Linked DNA regions of Mus musculus: region 1 is linked to region 2. Evidence: chromatin contacts called from public promoter capture Hi-C data. All regions are on one chromosome and are shown on one strand. Each heading gives the region's core, a stretch centred on a gene start, on an enhancer-like site or on the middle of the called end of the contact. The rest is flanking DNA. Distances are from core to core; before and after follow the strand shown. Region 1 holds the start of Sod2 (superoxide dismutase 2, mitochondrial). Region 2 overlaps Slc22a3 (solute carrier family 22 (organic cation transporter), member 3).

Region 1 (2,829 bases), core at 59-2,558, 580 kb before region 2:
GTTCCATTCAGTGACAGATACTCAGTTTCTCACAAAATAGCTATTTTTCTTGTGAACTTTGACCCCAAAAGTACCAAGTCTAGCCTGTTCTGCAGCTAAGTGCTCGTTCCTGTCTTTTCCTCCCCCCCCCCCCAAGGGTAAAGAGTGTGAAACAGGATGTCCAGAGATATCCAAGGGGTCAGGGAGTCCCAGCCCTAGACTGAACTAATCCTATTGTTGTCCACAACGGTGACAATAATCACAACTCGGACTGCAGTCTTCTGATGCCACTTCAGACCCTCTCCTGCACCTGCTGCCAGGCCACCAATATCGCTTGCTCTCAGCAAAACCCCAGCCACTTCTAGCCCCAACCACCCTCTCACCCAAGGGCACCTGGCTGACCCAGCTCGGGCACTCTCAACCCTCCTGCAAATGGCTGCCAAGGCTACCTGAAAAATAAGCAAAACAAACTCTCCTGAAGCCACGTTATATAACAACCGCATATTTTAAATATTCATATGCAAAACAAAAACTAAATATTCATTACGCAAAAAGGAGCAGCGTCCGAGAGCTGTCTTTAAAGGACCACCACCAATGCTAGCTAGCAACACGGGTGACAAAAAAGGACACAACAGTAAGGTCCGTCAAGTACTTTCGTGAGGTCCTGTGTTTTCCGGGATAGGAAAGGACGTTTATGCGAACCAACGGAGGTATTCCCCGGCATCGAAACAGACCTCCGTCCGGCCACCGGGATCCTCGTGTGCAGGGGCCCCGCACCTACCCTTGGCCAGAGCCTCGTGGTACTTCTCCTCGGTGGCGTTGAGATTGTTCACGTAGGCCGCGTGGTGCTTGCTGTGGTGCAGCTGCATGATCTGCGCGTTAATGTGTGGCTCCAGCGCGCCATAGTCGTAAGGCAGGTCTGGGAGGCTGTGCTTGTGCCGGGAGCCCGCGGCACCGGCCACAGGGCCCAGCCTCCTGCCCGTGCTGAGAGGAACAGAGAGGACGGCGGGTCACGCCACTGACACGGCGAGCCAGCCACGCCCGCCGCCCCGAGACCCACCCGTAGGGGACGCCGAGGCCCCGGGGCCCTGCCGCTCACCTGCACGCCGCCCGACACAACATTATTGAGGTTTACACGACCGCTGCTCTCCTCAGAACACGGCCGTTCGCTCGCAGGCGCGCGTCTGCTAGGCAGCGTCCGCCCGGCGTCCGCAAGGACACAGCGAAGCGGTGACCCTGCCCGCAGCGCCCATCAGCGGAGGGGAGGACGGCGACACGGACGGCCCGGCGCATAACGGAGCGGCATCCTGGGAAGGCAACGTCTCCCCTGTGCCAAATTGGTAGAGGCCGCGTGCTTGCTACAGCCACGCCCCCACCATCGGCCTTGGCCCCGCCCCGCCTCGGGGAACCCCGTCCGCCCCGCGGTGTGGCTCCGCCCCTCCTCGGGCCGCCCTGTCCAGCTCTGGCTGTGAGCTGCAAAGCTTCCACTCTATTTCTACTCCTGCTTCTGGGAAACCCTGGAGACTTTCCTCCGGAAAGCCAAGGCTCTGCTGCTGGTCAGAATTATGGAGTAATCAGGGCCCCTCTGACCCAGTTAATTTATGCCCGGAGTGACCTTCCCTGGGGCCTAACCTGACATTAAATCACGTCGCAGGTTTGCGTGTGTTCATCTTTGTTGCCCCTGAGACTGGGGTTGCGGACTCCGGGTGCAGCTTGCCAGTTAACTAGTAAGAGTCCGGATTAGAAGGCGAGGTTCATCTTTCTTGATTAAACTCTGCAACATTCAGTGACTTCAAAAACCAACCCACTCGACCAAATGTAAAAGGACATTGTTTCCCTTTGTGGACTTATTAGTCTAAGAAGCAGTGGCTATCAAATGTTTCCATAACAATTATACAGCTTTCCTCTTCTACTTAATGGGTTTATGTCTTCCCTGATTAGAAAACACTAAGAAAGCAGAAGGCAGTTGGCTGAGTAGTTCCCGGTGGTTTTTTCCCACCCCCTTTGCAGGCCTCCTAAGGATGACAGGGCTTAGGGTAAGGGGAATTGCAAGAGGATGCTTTCCGGTAGGGAGAAACCTGTCCACAGGCGTCAGACCGGAGCTGTATGGATGACCTGTGTCTTAGTTAGGGTTTTACTGCTGTGAACAGACACCATGACCAAGGCAAGTCTTATAAAAAACAACAGTTACTTGTGGCTGGCTTACAGGTTCAGAGGTTCAGTCCATTATCATTAAGGTGGGAGCATGGCAGTATCCAGGCAGGCATGGCACAGGCAGAGCTGAGAGTTCTATGTCCTCATCCAAAGGCAGCTAGTGGAAGACTAACTTCCAGGCAACTAGGGTGAGGATCTTATGCCCACACCCACAGTGACACACCCATTCCAACCAGGTCACACCTATTCCAACAAGGCCACACCTCCAGATGGTGCCATTCCCTGGCCCAAGAATATACAAACCATCATGCTCCACTCCCTGGCCCCCCATAGACTTGTTCAAAAACATGAGTCTATGGGGGGCCATACTTAAACATAGCATAATGCAAAATGCTATGGTGGTGTGGTGGCACATGCCTTTGATCCCAGCACTCCGGAGACAGAGGCAGGCGGATTTCTGAGTTCAAGGCTAGCCTGGTCTACAAAGTGATTTCCAAGACAGCCAGGGCTATACAGAGAAACCCTGCCTCAAAAAAAAAAAACAAAAACAAAAACAAAAAAAAATGCATTTAGTCAAACTTTTCAAGTCCTCATAGTCTATAGCAGTCTCAACAATATTAAAAATCCAAAGTTCAAGGTCTCTTCTGAGATTCATCCAATCACTTAACTGTAATCCCCAAAGAAAGACAGGAAACC
Region 2 (2,700 bases), core at 109-2,608:
ACGAGCGCCGTGGTGTACCAAGGACTTGTCATGCGCCTGGGACTTATCGGAGGCAACCTCTACATAGACTTCTTTATCTCTGGGCTCGTGGAGCTGCCCGGAGCTCTCTTAATCCTTCTGACCATTGAGCGCCTTGGACGACGCCTTCCCTTTGCGGCAAGCAATATAGTGGCAGGGGTGTCGTGTCTGGTCACTGCATTTTTACCAGAAGGTAATCTTTCTTCACATTTAGTTGACAGTTCCCAAAGAACTTAACAAAAACTGTAAGTGATTACATATGGTGGAGGGGGTAGGGGGTCACTTGTCTCTCTGAGCTGTGTGCGCTATTCCTTCCAAAGCTTGCCCCCAGGCATGCTGGGTAATGATCTATTTTCTTTCTCACGAGTATAAAGGTTGACAAGATCTTTACATTGATGCCTCTCTTTGCTGAAATGTTAGGTTTGTTTATTAATGGAAAGGTGATCATGCTAGATCTATGATGTAGTGATGTGATGTGGCTGATACTGTGTAACATATTTCCCAAGCATCACCATCCTGCAGGTAACAAGCCATGCCCCAGCTTAGGGACAGAGGGAAGGTGTGACTCTTGGCTTCATATTGTTCATAGCCTATTAAAAGACATGGACATTTTTTTTCTTTTTTTTTTTTCTTATTAGGTATTTTCCTCATTTACATTTTCAATGCTATCCCAAAGGTCCCCCATACCCACCCCCCCAATCCCCTACCCACCCACTCCCCCTTTTTGGCCCTGGCGTTCCCCTGTACTGGGGCATATAAAGTTTGCAAGTCCAATGGGCCTCTCTTTGCAGTGATGGCTGACTAGGCCATCTTTTGATACATAGACATGGACATTTAAATAATGTCGCAACAATAATGTGGTAAATTAATAGAATTGACAAAGGTGGGGGGAGGGAAGCAGAGAGGAGGGGGGAGGGAGAAGTTCTGTGGAGGTGCAAGGGGGAAGTCAGAGGTCTTTACTAACCACTATTTCTTCTTACCCGTTATTTTCCCCAAATCATGGGAAGTTTTATGAGTTTAGGAACTAAGGCTTCTGTGTTATTGCTAGAATCTTTATGAGGAAGCCAGAGGATAGCCAGGCCCCAGCAAAACTTGGTCCTGCCTGTAAGCTTCCGGGAAGGGGGCTGTGAACTGCTTATACCTGCAGCAGTTTGAGACAGAGACTGGCTTCCAGTTGAGAAAGTCTGGCTGGGATAGGAAAGACTGTTCCTTTCCAAGATGCTGCAGAGTGGGTGGAGTGGAGGAGGAGGAGGAGGAGGAGGAGGAGGAGGAAGAGATGGCTAAAGACTCCAGATGCTCAGTGAACAGCACAGACAACCTCTGCTGCAGAGCACAGCTGGAGCTACAAAGAGGAAGCCACTTAAGCTCTCCCAGCATGGTGTGAACTAGCACACAGGAGTCATCTCTGTGTTCTAGGTGTGCAGTGAAGGTTGTGTAGGAAGCCAGGTTCTCTACGGTCCCTGTGCCTACAAAGGAAGCCGTCTGCCTTTGAGAAAAGCAAGGATCGGGAAAGACACTGCTAATGTTGAAGACATCATAGCAGACACTCATGGCAGACACCATTAATTAGACAATGGTTTACGAATTCCCACGATAGCACATAGAGATAGTAGATAGCAGATGCTTGGATAAAACTGCAGACATGCCAGTCCTCAGAACAGAATGAAATCAGTGTGCAAATCCATCCCCCTGCGATGGCTGATGAAAAGCAGAAACTCGGGTTTCTCTCATTTTCCTCAAGTGCATCAGATTCTCGGGGCTGCAGTAATAAGTCTCCACCAGCTGGTTGCAGACACTTCCCCTCCTGTCTGGAGGCTGACATCTAAATGCACAATGTAGGGCAGCTCCTCCCACAGCCTCTGAGCTAGGAGCTCTTCTAGCCTCTCTCTGTTCCCCTCACCATTTCTTGGTATCTATCCAATCTCTGCCTCTATCTTCATGTGACCCTCTCCCTCTTGGTCTCTATCCCCAAATAGGATCAGATTCCAAGTAAATGTGAATTTGAAGCAACACAAATAGCCCTCTACAATAGCATAGCTTATAAGCTATGGAAGCTGGGGCTGGAGATATGGCTCAGTAGCTCACAGCACCAGCTGCTCTCCCAGAATCCTCAGTTCCCAGCACCCACATCCGGTGGCTCCCAACCGCCTGTAACTCCAGCTCCAAGGTATCTGATGCCCACTCCTGATCTACATAGACAGAGAGGGGGGGGGGAGGGAAAGAGACAGAGACAGAAACAGAGACAGAAATAAAAATAGATCTTTAATAAAAGAGCTATGAAAGCTGAGTAAGAGGCACCCATCAGTGTATATCTATTTAATATTGATTAATTAATTGCTGTCCACTAAACACAGTGAAAGGGAACTTTCAAATGGGAGGACAGATTGCTGTCAGACATGGCTGTTGGACACGGACATGAACATGGACATGAACACGGACATGGCCATGGTAAAATGGAACTTCCAGATTATAGACAGTGGAAAATTGAAGGGATGCCATTAGAAATGGTGCAAAAGAATCTTGCTGCCCGAGGGCTGAGGGATCCATGGGCTCGCAATGAGGCTTGGAGATACATGGGCGGCTTTGGAGGCAACATCACTTTCCCGAGCGTAATATTAAAAGGACTCAAATGGGGGATTTGCTGTGTTTGTGGTAGATTTGGGGGCTGAATATTTCCTGGAT

Evidence for each region. Promoter capture Hi-C pulls out the DNA fragments that hold promoters and counts their contacts.
Region 1: a contact with region 2 is called in a promoter capture Hi-C map of cranial neural crest. The contact joins the promoter of Sod2 here to the enhancer-like site in region 2. A contact is called at or near these places in 4 of 39 promoter capture datasets (the HPC-7 cell line, cranial neural crest, pre-B cells and 1 more) and 2 of 484 Hi-C or Micro-C datasets (the STO cell line and cortical neurons).

The regions. Positions count from the first base shown.
Region 1 is chr17:13,006,318-13,009,146 of GRCm38.p6, reverse strand. It overlaps Sod2 (superoxide dismutase 2, mitochondrial), which reads right to left and starts at 1,308. Exons shown (of 5, transcript NM_013671.3): 1 at 1,079-1,308; 2 at 761-963. The coding sequence starts at 1,101.
Region 2 is chr17:12,430,974-12,433,673 of GRCm38.p6, reverse strand. It overlaps Slc22a3 (solute carrier family 22 (organic cation transporter), member 3), which reads left to right. Exons shown (of 11, transcript NM_011395.2): 7 at 1-211. It also overlaps the pseudogene Gm3192. Among named protein-coding and RNA genes, the nearest start is that of C030013G03Rik, 35 kb to the left of the region's middle. Within about 2 kb of position 1,358, at least 21 of the 459 cell types and tissues checked have an H3K27ac peak or open chromatin away from gene starts, as enhancers often do. A contact at or near this core is called in the HPC-7 cell line and cortical neurons, where this site is marked.